Regions from separate parts of the Mus musculus genome. Here region 2 is linked to region 1. Evidence: chromatin contacts called from public Micro-C data. All regions are on one chromosome and are shown on one strand. The core of a region is the stretch at or near the end of the contact, and the rest is flanking DNA. Distances in the headings are between cores, read along the strand shown. Region 1 holds the start of Dbn1 (drebrin 1). Region 2 holds the start of Neurog1 (neurogenin 1).

What was found. A called contact is a pair of places that touch in the nucleus more often than the background predicts.
Region 2: a Micro-C map of embryonic stem cells shows a contact between it and region 1, with 2.4 times the contacts expected there. The contact joins the promoter of Neurog1 here to the promoter of Dbn1 in region 1. A contact is called at or near these places in 1 of 39 promoter capture datasets (embryonic stem cells) and 1 of 484 Hi-C or Micro-C datasets (embryonic stem cells).

The regions. Positions count from the first base shown.
Region 1 is chr13:55,485,073-55,491,732 of GRCm38.p6, reverse strand. Dbn1 (drebrin 1) reads left to right here and starts at 3,657. Exons shown (of 15, transcript NM_001177371.1): 1 at 3,657-3,870. The coding sequence starts at 3,785.
Region 2 is chr13:56,249,833-56,256,492 of GRCm38.p6, reverse strand. It overlaps Neurog1 (neurogenin 1), which reads left to right and starts at 4,313. Exons shown (of 1, transcript NM_010896.3): 1 at 4,313-6,015. The coding sequence starts at 4,561. The coding sequence ends at 5,295.

The sequences.
Region 1 (6,660 bases), core at 2,408-4,907:
TAAGCTCACCCAGACGCTCGCAGCCCCAGTTCTAAAATGGTTTCATCTCTGGGTTTCTTGTTTGTTTTGTTTTTGAGACAGGGCCCCTCTGTGTAGCTCTGGCTATCCTGGAGCTTCATAAGTAGACCAGGCTGGCCTCAAATGCACAAAGATCTGCTTGCCTCTGCCTCCAGAAGGATCCTGTCCTGGTCCTGGCCCTTCACCACCTCTACACCTGGTTGTTTGGCTTGGTTTTTTGGAACAGCAGCTCTTGGAACCCTTGGAGATGGAGAATGCTTTCTGCCTCATCTCTGAATGCTCGGAGCCCAGCCATCATCATGCTCGCCAAGCTGAAACCATTCTAACCCAGCCACCACATCGGGTGGCTTATGCCTGTAATGCCCGAATTCCGACCCGACCCGGAGTTTGAGGGCAGCTTGAACTACAGTGTGAGCTCTGTCTCAAATAACAACAGAAACTAAACAAGGGCCAGTGGGGTGGCTCAGTGGATATAGCCAGATGGTCCATCGCTGGTGGGAGGAGAGACCAGACTCTTGGAAGATGTCTTCTGACTTGCATAGGAAGGAAGGCTGACCCCATGGGATGCTTGTACCCACACACATGCACAATGATAATTAAAAAAAAATGGGGGGGGGAGGGAAGCCCAGCAGAAGAGGGAGCATGTGTGTGCGTGTGTGTGAGAGAGTGTGTGTGTGTCTCTGTGTGTGGCAGGAGAGGGGAGAGGAGGAATAATACAAAACCAATGTCCCATGATGTGGTGAAGCCCGGTACCCTGTATGCTAATCTAAAAATTAAAAAGGAGAAAGAACTTGGATTTTTATTTCCTTTGAGACAAAGTCTCACAATATAAGCTTGGCTGAGCTGGAGCTCACAGAGAAAGCTGCTTGCCTCTTTTTCCCCAGGGCTGGGTTGGCACATGCCATGACACCCAGACAAGGTTTATCTATTTATCTATCTATCTATCTATCTATCTATCTAGATATTTATTTTATTTGTTTTTTTTTAAAGATTTATTTATTTATTATATGTAAGTACACTGTAGCTGTCTTCAGACACTCCAGAAGAGGGCGTCAAATCTTGTTACAGATGGTTGTGAGCCACCATGTGGTTGCTGGGATTTGAACTTCAGACCTTTGGAAGAGCAGTCGGGTGCTCTTACCCACTGAGCCATCTCACCAGCCCCTTTATTTATTTTAAGATTTACTTATTTAAGCCGGGCATGGTGGCGCATGCCTCTAATCCCAGCACTCAGGAGGCAAAGGCAGGCGGATTTCTGAGTTCCAGGCCAGCCTGGTCTACAAAATGAGTTCCAGGACAGCCAGGGCTACACAGAGAAACCCTGTCTCCAAAAAAAAAAAAAAAAAAAAAAAAAATTTTTACTTATTTAATGTATATGAGTACACTGTTGCTGTCTTCAGACACACTAGAAGAGGGCGTCAGATTCCATTACAGATGGTTGTGAGCCACCATGTGGTTGCTGGGAATTGAACTCAGGACCTTTGGAAGAGCAGCCAGTGCTCTTTACCGCTGAGCGAAATAGAATGTCGTTTTTAAAAATAACGAAAACAGCACTGGAGAGATGGCTTAGCGGTTAAGAGCACTAATTGCTCTTCTAGAGGTCCTGAGTTCAATTCCCAGCAACCATAAGGTGGCTCACAAGCATCTGTAATGGGATCCAGTGCCCTCTTCTGGTGTGTCTGAAGACAGCAACAGTATACTCATATACATAAATTAAAAAGACAAAAACAAAAATAAAATGAAAACAGAACAAAAAAATAATGCAGATGGGAGGTGAACTGGGCGTGGCTAGAGACAGGTGCTAGGCAATTGGTGGGCAGACAGGAATCCATGGAGACACTTCCAAGGTGCACTTAGGTCTGCTTTTTGCCTATGAAATCGACTAAGTAGGAGGTTAGGAGACATCAAGGGTGGGGAAGTAGCAGGAAGGAGAGATGCTGAAGCCTAGTCCTGACCCCAACCGCCAACTCCCCTCTGCCCAGGGCGAGCACTCTAGATACCGAGAACTGCAGCTCTGTTCTTGGATTTTTTTGGGGCGGGGGGTTTCGAGACAGGGTTTCTCTGTGTAGCCCTGGCTGTCCTGGAACTCACTCTGTAGACCAGGCTAGCCTCGAACTCAGAAATCTGCCTGTCTCTGCCTCCTGAGTGCTGGGATCAAAGGCGTGCGCCACCACTGCCTGGCTTGCAGCTCTGTTCTCACCTTGGCTTCCTGCTCCTTTCCTTCCCCATCTGATGTCATCTCTATTCCCCTCTGCCCTAACCATTGAGTTCCAGCTGCATCTGGGATCAGGGCCCAGGACTGACCACTCACCAGGACTCACCATAGGTTGGTGGAGAAACTCCCAAGGATGGGGTGCATGGGTTCAATGGGTACCCATAGCTCCTGAAGCAGGGTTCTTGTGAAGTACAGAGGTTTAAGGCCACCCTCTCCCGTGTCCCATTCCAAGGCATTGCAGTGAATGTAAGTATTGGTTTCTTGTTGGAGATGATTGACCAAGTCAGAGCAGGAATTCGACGAAAACAGCCACCTCCTGTTCACAGATCAGCCCCAGGGGAAACTTGCTGAGGCACTGTTGCCTGCCTGTCTGCCTGCCTGCCTGCCTGCCTGCCTGCCTGCCTGCCTGCCTGGGAAATGGGTTGGGATGTCCAGTGGGTATGGAAAGGTTAACCAGAGCTGTGGAGGGCTTCAGTGTTCTCCATTCCACAGGAAACAGTGCCTGGAAGCTCTGTGCAGCCATGTCCCCATAGAGAAGTCTCTGAGGCCCAGTCCCTTCTGCACTCAGAGCTTTGGGAAATAAAAAGTGCCAGAAAGTTCTCCCTGGAATGGCTTTGGAGGAGCCCTGCCTTGGGGACCCTACTTGGGCTTCCTTAGGAGGGATGGTACTTGGAAAAGAAGGCATCATTTTTTTTTTTTTTTTTTTTTGATACCCATCTGGGAGGAAGAAAATGACTGAAAGTAAAGGATGAGGGAGGTGGGGTGTAAACGGCTTGAGACAAGGTATGGCTAAGAAGAGGGGTCTGAGTGGAATTCAGACAGGCTGGCATAGCAAGAGGGTATGGTGACTAGGTGGGATGTGTGCAGAGGTAAGCATGGGCCTGTAGCTGAGATGGAAGTAGTGGTGGTAGACTAGGGAGGGTCCTTTCAGAGGAAATGGACTACACGTAACCCAGGCCTGGTCTGATGAGGAACTGAATCCGGGCAGGGACAGAGTAAGGACCATAAGGGGTTTAAGGTAGGGTGTAACGGACCCAGGAATGATGTGAGTCTGGGCTGGAGTTAAATGGATCAAGGGTGTTGGGCTGGGTCAATTACTCTGGGGAGATGGAGAGGGATGAATCTGGGCCTGGAATCTTGGTGGGTTTATGGCTAGGGAAGAGGGGTGTGCTGCCAGGTTGGGGACGAGGACAAGACAGGTGCATGGGACTGGCCCTGGGAGCAGAGCGGAAGCTCAGTGTCCGGTGCTGGCCAGCAGGGTGAGGGGCGTGTGTGGGACGCCCCGGGGCAAACTGGGAAGGGGGGGCGGGCCTCCCCCTGGGCCGGGCCGGGGCGGCGCTAGGACCGAGCGAGCCGAGGGAGTGAGCCGGGCGGAGCCAGCGCCCCCCGCCCCCCGCCGGCCGGCTCCCCTCCCCCGGCCGCTGGCTCGCTCGCTCTCAGCGCTGCAGAGGCTCTGAGGCGGCGGCGGCGACTCCCTCATCCCCTCCCTCCGGTGTCGGTCGGTCCGCCTGTGCGTGCGTCTGTCCGTTCGGCCTCGGTCCGGCCCGCAGCATGGCCGGCGTCAGCTTCAGCGGCCACCGCCTGGAGCTGCTGGCGGCGTACGAGGAGGTGATCCGGGAGGAGAGCGCAGCCGACTGGTGAGCCCCCCGCCCCCGCCCCCGCCCCCGGCCCCTTTGTCCCCAGGCCGCCGCGCGCCTTTGTTTCCCCGAGGCTCTGCCACCGGGAAGGGAGGGGGAGACCCCGAAATGGTGCAACGGCTCGGGAGAGCCGGGGAGGGGCTGCCTTTGTGCGAGCCGGGGGAGGGGCCGCTCGGGCCAGGCTGGGCGCGCGGGCCGGGGCGCCCTGAGGCCGCCCTAAGGCTCACTGGGGGCGCGGGAGCCGGACGCCAGCCACGCGGGTGTGGAGCCCAGACGTGGGGCCTGGGGTCCTACGGTCCTGTCGGAGCCCATCCCCCTTCTCACCCTGCCTCCCTCCACGGGCCCGGGGGACAGGTGTGCACGGGCCAGCCAAGGGCACCTTCGCCACCTTCGAGCGGGCGAGGACCGGGTGGGGACGGGGCGGGGACCCAGCTAGCGGAGCTAGAGCAGCCTGCCCGGCCACAGCACAAAGGAAAGCTAGGGCGGGGGAGGAGCGCCGAGGGCTGGGGGCCAGCGTGCCCCGCCCACCGGGGGCTTCTCGGGGTTGTCTCCCCCCACATCTAGGTTAGGGTGTGATACAAGGAGGTTGATTGCCACATGGCAACCACGAAGTGACTTCTTTATCCCTCACGGATCGCAGAGGAAGAGGCAGGGCTGAGCCCTTCTCTCCCCTGCTGAAGGAGCAGATCGCTAGGACGAGGCAGATAGGCAGGAAGAGACTCAGGAGATGGACGGAGCAGCTTGGCTAGGGGGGCAGCTGGGAGCGTGGAGGGAGCCTCCACAGAGGGATGCCAGATGAGTAGATCTCTGGGACCCTAGCCCCTCCACTCAGCAGCAGGGGGCTATCAACCTCCGACTGGGGCAGAGTGAGTGAGTGGCTTATCTCCCCCTCCCCAGCTGTTACCCTCCCTGAGCTGGAGGAGGGTGTGAGCCACCTGCCTTGGTCTGAAGTCTCAGGGTGTCAGGAAAACCAAGGGGGCTCCGATGCCCCATTCAGGGCACAGCCCCCAAGTGTTCTTCTCAAAAAAAAAAATTGTATTTGAATCTTTTCCTCTCCTTAGGCTGGAAGTAGGCTATCGTTGAGAAAACCGAGGCCGAGTTGGGGCTGATCTGAGGGAGCCTCCAGTTGGGCTGGCCTCACTCTCACCCTGGGAGGGCAACCGGGTAGGGGGGCTGGAAGATGGAACAAAATAACCAGGCGTCCAGGCCATGGTACTGCAGCACTGGCCGGTAGCCAGGCCCAGAGGGATGGACTCAGGAGACAAGTTCTCGTGTCTTGCAGGTCAGTTATAGGAGAGGCCAGCACAGGGCAAGCAGGGCAGTTTCCATCTTATTGTCCCAGCCCTGCCCCTGGGGGGCTGAGATCATGAGAGGCAATCTGGACAAGTGGCCTGGTGGAGGAGCCTGTTTGGGGATGTGGCCCTGCCTGAGGAGAAACACTGGCCAGTCTATGGGGTGTAGACAACACCTTCTATCTCTTAACCCCTCGAAAGCTGGACACTGGCAACCCAGTGCTGGGGCTACTAATGACTTCTGCCCCGCATCCTGCTCAGAACAGGCCCGGGCCTCCATCACCAGCAGCATCCATGTAGCCAAAGGGAAGGAGTTATTCATCCTTGGTCTGTGCGCCAGCCCCATCTGGGTTGTGTGTGGGACATGTGCAGATGCACAGATGCACCCTCGCTTATATGTGTGCTTACTTCCAAGGGCCTTAACGGCATGTTGTAAAAGGGTGGTGAGGGTCCCATCCTGAAGAAGATGGCGTGGTGCTTCTCAGCTCTTATCCTACAACCAGCAGCTGGCTGAGATCTCAAGGCTCAGGACAGACCCACATTTAGGAGTCCAGCAGGAGGGGTGTCTGGGTTCAAACGTTGGGTCATGAGTATTGGATGTCTTCCCTGTACCTTGACTCTGTGTGTGTGTGTGTGTGTGTGTGTGTGTGTGTGTGTATAGTGGAGCTTGGGGCTGCTGGCCCCTAGGAGGCAGAGGGTCTCTTAAATGCACTCTGTCCTTGTGCTATAAGCAGGTCACAGGGGAAGTCAGATTGTGTGGTGGGAAAGGCCAGCACCACCCTGGTTATGATGTGATTCATTGTGTGAGAAGTTCCTGCTCTTCTCAAGTGCTCTGAGGAAGAGGGGGATGGGCAGAGTCCATCTGGGGTCTCCTGGGCCTTTCCAGTTCCAGCTCCCTGAGAGCATGCCGGTCTTGAACCTTCCACTGCTAGTATCTCTGCTGAAGCCAGACTCTCGCCTTGCCCTAGTCAGGTATCTCTGCCTTAGGTGGTAGATAAGTGTTTTTGTCAACATTACAAATCCCTGTGGTGCTATTTTGTATAGAGGCAGCAGTGTGTGTTAGCACAGTCAGAGTCCCTGCCTTCCCAAGACTGACAGGACAGCCTGTGGCAGTGGCTATCTCCAGGGCTTGCTGCAGGTGAGGTGTGCACATCTAGAGTTCTCTTCTACTTTGCCCTGAGTGTTTCCGAGCTCCTACCTGCCAGTCTCAGAGTACCTGTGTTATGTTAGAGAAACACTGTCCAGTAGGGTCTGGGGCTAGTGCAGATAGATGTCTTTCCCGGTTCCTGCTGAGTGCTATAGCACTCTGGGGCGTGAAGCTCAGCCTGAGGCTGGCCCCTGGAGTTGGTAGCGGTATCCCGAGTGGTCTTCATGTACAGGAAAATGCAATGCAACTCTTGGGTACAAAGTGTTCTTCAAAACTGAATCTGGGAGCCAGCGTGGCCCAAGTGTGGGTGTGAATACACAGTCATTTTGGAGAGGTGGGCTAGGCAGAGCT
Region 2 (6,660 bases), core at 3,064-5,563, 760 kb before region 1:
AAGCCTGGCTATCTCCACAACTTCCATTTCTATAAAATTCCCCAGCAAGGCTGCACCTGCAGCCATTGCTGACAGCCCATAATTCAGGGTACCATACTGCCATGTCTCAAGCCCCAGACTGCCTTGAGTAGCCAGGCCATTTTTTTCCTGTCCTGAATTGCAGCTGAGAGTTCATATATATTGGACTTGGAATTAATATTTAATCTAATCAAGAATCAATGAAATGGGATCATATGCCCCCCCACACACACACACACACTCAGCCCCAAACCTGTCCTTTCAGAGCAGTGACCTGCCACCCTGGTTGCTAGTGAGGGATCTCGAAAAGATTGCTTATTCGTTGTCAGACTTAAGTGTTTCTACAGCAGGTAGGGTGAGTGGCACAGAGACCACTTGGCTCGGAGTTGCTCCCCACAAAAGGCTGCAAGGATGTGTGTGTGTGTGTGTATACTTATGTGTATGTCTGTGTTTATAATTTACCACTGCTTTCGCCCTAATCTAATCTTTCTCCATTAAAAAAAGACGTCTAGAGACTTTGTCCCACCCTGACAGCCCCTCATTCCATTTCTTACTATAGAAATCCTGCTTCATCATTACCTAAGATGATACCAGGAAAGTCTCCTCCATAAGGAAGTAACACTGTCTCACTGCCTCCCCTCGGGAGCCCAGAGTCAGGTTTCTAGGGTTGCCTAGATTTAGGCACATGTGCCTATGGTCCGTCCTTCACCCAGAAACCCTGGCATAGTCCTGAGTCTTTTTTGACATCTACTCCACCCACTCTTGCCTCCCTGTTGTTTGACAGCTGGATGCTTCTCTCATCAGTCAGCCAGAACACCTGGTGCAGCATCAGCCACCTCAGCACCTGCTGTGGTTGGATCCCTTTCCTGCCCATATCACGTCCAATTATTCTCTGGGAATGGGAGTGCCCACAGATGTGCACCTCCCTAGCAGGAATACATCCCCTCATAGAAGCAAGCCCTTCTCAGAGCCAGCTCTGTCCTCAGAACACCTTATACGAGGGACCCTCGAGCCCTGTATCCTAACCCAAATCACCCTGCAGGCACCACTCCTGTACAGAGGACACAGCTGCCACAGGGACAGGAAGTGCAAGCTGGAGATGTCCACCCAGTCAAGCCACTCGTGGTCATGTAGGAAGGGGTGGGCAGTGGTAGGAGAAAGCCTGGATCCACTATGAGTTCACAGGGGCCTCAGGCACACAGGAAGCATCCTCTGTGGTCAGGTGTAGCCCATGTCAGTCAGGACACATGGCTCTCTGGGTGGCAAACAGGCTATGGCACTTACATGGCCAAAATCATTTGGTTGCTTCTTGTCTCCTCTACCAGTGAACATGGGACAAATGTAAGTAAGCCATAGTCCTGCTCAGAGAGAAGACAGGAGGAAGAGGCAGGAAGGCCATTACAATCATTCAAGGCCCACTACAGCTGCCTATCTTTTACCACAGAAGACCCCCCCACCCCCACCCAGATGGGTCTCTTTACTCATTCCGTCCCCTCCTCCACCCTCACCCCTGCCCCTGCCTAGATTGTCTATTTACATCCAATTAGTCTTTCAAGGCCTCCCAAGTCTGACTCTGAAGCCATCTCTGATGGTTTCTTTCCCTTTGGGAAAGATCTGCTCCTTAAGGATCCTCTCAACACCATGAGCCAGATGCCCATGACCACCCTGCGAAGCTATGAAGCTATGTCTCCCCTCCCCAAGACCAGAGGCCTCTTCTCTTCATAGACCTGGCTGGCCCAGGCCAGCCAGGCAGTAAGTGCTTAAAGTGACTCTGTTGGAGACCTGTGACCAAAAAAAAAAAAAAAAAAAAAAAAAAACATGGGGTGGGATTGTAGTACCCGGGGCAGCCTGGGGAAAAGGCCTCCGTTTCCTGCGTTTCAAGTACAGAGGCTGAATAAACAATCTCCATGAGTTCTACTAGCACCGAACCCCACCATACAAGAGTTAGGAGTCAGGGCCTCCCTTAGCCAGTCACCCCCAACTTTCTACACCCCAGACTTAATAGACAGCCAGCCCAGAGCAAGCCACCAACCTCCACATGAAGTAAGTGCAAGTCTCTAAGCTTCGGCAGCATGGACCTGCTTCCCTTGCTAAGCCACAGACACACACCTGGCAAATGGAGCCCAGTAGCTCCACTCAGCAGACTGGCTGGACATCCACCACCTCCTGGCCACCTCTTTTACCAGTGACCAATGAATGGCTCTTCCAGCTTGTCACCATGATTCAAGTGACCTTTAAAATGTCACCAGCTCAGAGTCAGTGTTCAGTTTGACGGAATGAACTTTAAATTGCCTGGTCTAATTGTCAGAGCCGGGAGTGAATTCTCACGCTCTGGTACTGCAAGAGGTGGGTAGCTAAAATCCTCATGGATACTATTCCAAGGGTGCTGGCCCGACTTAGAAATGGGGCCATCACGGGTTCAGTGGTTGGACCCCCATGGCCTCAGAATGTAACCATAGCTAGAACAACAGTTCTGGGGGATGCGATAAAAGTGAGAGCCTAGAGCCATCTTGGATTCAGTAGTGCACAGTCATGCAGCTCTCCTGAAGAAGACACAGAGTCAAAACAGGGTAGGACCCACGAAGGCAGGAGGCAGAGCGGGATGCTTCAGTTATGAATTAGTGGCCAGGACATCCAGGAGCCACAAGAAATTGAAAAGGATGAAGCCCCTTGGCATCTTGGTTTTGAGCTTCTGGCCTTCTGAGCCTCAGAAGAGCGATCTTCTGTAAATTTAATGCACCCACTGTGGTGTGGTAATTTTAAGGAAGCCCAAAGAAATAAATACAGGGCCTGGAATTGTCACAAGGTCAGACTGGTGCCGGTATTCTGGGACCACCAGAAGCTGTCACAGGGACAGAAAGAGGCAGAGCTACCATTGCACAACTCCCAGCAGCCCTTGGGCTCCTGGGATGCCCAAGGATCTGTCAACAATTACTTTTTCTTGCATAATCTGATTACAGCCATTTCCTGCCACTTTTTACAAACCTCCTCAAGCCCTAATCTGTAACTGTGTCCTAGCTTTCTGCCCAAGAGCTGCTACAGAGGGAAGGAGCCACGGGGCAAGAGCTAGGCATAGGCAAAGAGGCTGTGCTTTCTCTACCAAGGCGCAGGTGTCCTGGACAGAGCCCCTTTGAAGACAGCAGGCTAGGCATTGCACTGGGCCTGAGGCCACCACTCAGATATCATGGAAAGGGGGGGGGGGCGCCTCTAGGGTGTTCCTTTTGTTTTTAATACCTGACTCCACGATCCAGGTTTGCTCCTTAATAAATAACTCCTCTCAGGTGCATTTGAGAGGCTGCCTGAGCCTCTATTGCTGTCCGGCAAACAGGAAAATGACTCGACCCACAGAATGAGGACATTTCTCTGGACTAGGCAAGTTTATAGGCAAATTGGCAGAAGGGATGGGGACGGAATTCCACTGTGTGCTTGCTGCCTTCTGTGGGACATCTCTCTCCTGGCCAGAAGCTAAGTCCCTTAGCCAGCTGGCACTGGGGTGAGCCCCTGAGGCTGGCACCATTCCAAAACGTGCGGCACAAGAGGATGCTTGGAAATGGAGAGAGCAAGATTTCAGGAGAAGAGGGGGTCTGCACACCCCCATATTACCTCGTGAGTCTTTGAGGAGGGGTACGCGGGCAGGGGCAGAGTGGGGTCAAGCCCCAGCTCAGTCTGGGAACTCATTGGATCTTTAGATCTTTCTCTTGCTGTCTTCTTCATTAACCTTGGCGGAGCAGGGACATCTATCCCTCCTCAAGACGTGTAACTGTTTACTGGTCCTGTCTGTTTAGATGCGAATAGTCAATCAGTAGCAGGCAAAGGGATGCGAACTCAGTAGCAGGCAAAGGGATGCGAACCCAGCCTCCAGCCTCAGCCCCAGCTCTCCATCACCCGCCACAGAGCTCACACTTTCTGCCAGGGCTCCTCCTCCCCATCCACCCCAGCGAGGGACACCCGCGCGCCCCTGGGAGGAGTGTGCCTCGGCCCGCCGCTAATCGCCCCCGGCCCCCGCCTTCGCCCGGGTTTCCCGGCCAGAGACGCCCCGGCCTCCCTCGCTTGATCCGGCTCCCGGAGCAGGCCGGGCCACCGATTGGCCGGCGGTAATTACGGGCACGCTCCAGGAGGGGGGCTGGGCGGGGGCGGCCTCCCGCGAGCATAAATTATGCAAATAGCAGGCGCCGCACGGGGCTGACCTGCCGCCTCTCGCCATTCACCCGCGCCGCCTCGGGGGCGGAGGTGGCCAGGGAGGGGGCGCCCATTGTTGCGCGCCGTACTTAAGGGGTCCTGAGGCCGGTCGTGTGCCACACTTGGTGCTCACAGGAGCTGATCTGATCGCCGGCGACATCACTCAGGAGACCAGCCCGGCGCGTGGCCCCTGCAGGCGAGGCGAGGAGGGCCAAGCCCATTCACTCCCTGAGCCCCTGCGATCTTCCCGGCCCTCGCGCCTGCAGCAGGCACAGGCTAGCCCCGGGTCGTACGGACAGTAAGTGCGCTTCGAAGGCCGACCTCCAAACCTCCTGTCCGTCTGTCGGTCCTGCACACTGCAAGATGCCTGCCCCTTTGGAGACCTGCATCTCTGATCTCGACTGCTCCAGCAGCAACAGCAGCAGCGACCTGTCCAGCTTCCTCACCGACGAGGAGGACTGTGCCAGGCTACAGCCCCTAGCCTCCACCTCGGGGCTGTCCGTGCCAGCCCGGAGGAGCGCTCCCGCCCTCTCCGGGGCATCGAATGTTCCCGGTGCCCAGGACGAAGAGCAGGAACGGCGGAGGCGGCGAGGTCGCGCTCGGGTGCGGTCCGAGGCTCTGCTGCACTCCCTGCGGAGGAGTCGTCGCGTCAAAGCCAACGATCGCGAGCGCAACCGCATGCACAACCTCAACGCTGCGCTGGACGCCTTGCGCAGCGTGCTGCCCTCGTTCCCCGACGACACCAAGCTCACCAAGATTGAGACGCTGCGCTTCGCCTACAACTACATCTGGGCCCTGGCTGAGACACTGCGCCTGGCAGATCAAGGGCTCCCCGGGGGCAGTGCCCGGGAGCGCCTCCTGCCTCCGCAGTGTGTCCCCTGTCTGCCCGGGCCCCCGAGCCCGGCCAGCGACACTGAGTCCTGGGGTTCCGGGGCCGCTGCCTCCCCCTGCGCCACTGTGGCATCACCACTCTCTGACCCCAGTAGTCCCTCGGCTTCAGAAGACTTCACCTATGGCCCGGGCGATCCCCTTTTCTCCTTTCCTGGCCTGCCCAAAGACCTGCTCCACACGACGCCCTGTTTCATCCCATACCACTAGGCCTTTGTAAGGCAACATCAATACTTTCTTCCTCCCCCAGTCTAAGAGCAATAATAGATGGGGAACTGGCTGAAGCCTCCGGGGGCCACACTTACCCCCAAGTGAATTCTGGGAGCTTTAAAGGGGGGAGGGGGAATACCTGACCACTTGTTAGGTTGCTGCACCCTCGCTGAAGCTGCCCTCGGTCTATTTCTCCACCCCCAGCACGGCCTCCCCCCCCCCCCGCCCGCCCCCAGACGGCCTTTCGTTTTTGTTGCACTTTCTGAACTTCACAAAACCTTCTTTGTGACTGGCTCAGAACTGACCCCAGCCACCACTTCAGTGTGGTTTGGAAAAGGGACAGATGAGCCCCTGAAGACGAGGTGAAAAGTCAATTTTACAATTTGTAGAACTCTAATGAAGAAAAACGAGCATGAAAATTCGGTTTGAGCCGGCTGACAATACAATGGCAAGGCTTAAAAAGGAGCCACAAGGAGTGGGCTTCATGCATTATGGATCCCGACCCCCGCCACTGTGGGCTTGCTCCAGGAAGAACCTGAGTGCTAGCATAGCTATTCAGGCACTGGACTGGAGGGTACTTTAATTTATTCAGGATGCTTCATTCATATGAAAATGTATTTTTGTACATAAAGAATTTATTCTATTATTATGAGCTATCAAAGTTTACATTTTTGTACTGCAGATGCTTCGTGTAAATAAAAAAAAATAAGGGAAAAAAAAGTAGTCACCCGTTTCCTTGCCTAGTAGCGGTGTCTCTGGGGCTTTCCCTCATCCCCTTGGCAGCTCCACCTGTAAAGTGAAATATTATCCCACCATCTCCAAACCTCCAATCCTGTTTCAAAAACAACTTAAAAATAAAGCGCACCCGACTATCGCCAAGAACGAGGGAGACAGATTAAGGCACTTTGAGCCATCCATTCCTTCTGCCTTGTAAACACAAGAGAGAACTTTCAGGCACCCCATAAGCCAATTAAGACTTTCTAATGGGGAATTAGCCCCGATCCGCAGCTACCTGTAGAGGTAGGGGCCTGGAGTCTTTTGAGGAACTCCACATCAGCTGGCTCTGTATTTCAAAGGGAGGGGATTAAAAAGATCAATACAGTGTGGCCACTGGCTAGGAAGCCCCAGGGACAGGTGGGCCTAGTCTGGGCAATCAGAAGGGTCTACTCTTGGAGCTGCCCTATTTAGAAGAGGAAATTGATTTGTAAACAACGCCTTTAAAGTATTGTCCATGAAGGCTGGGGTCCTCCTAGCTGTGAGGAGTTGGCTGCATTGTCCCCACGTGGGATCAACAGCTGCCTTAAAACTTCGGGTTAGGGTGGCATAGCCCTCCACACATGGGCGTTTCTACTCGCTGCAGCTCCA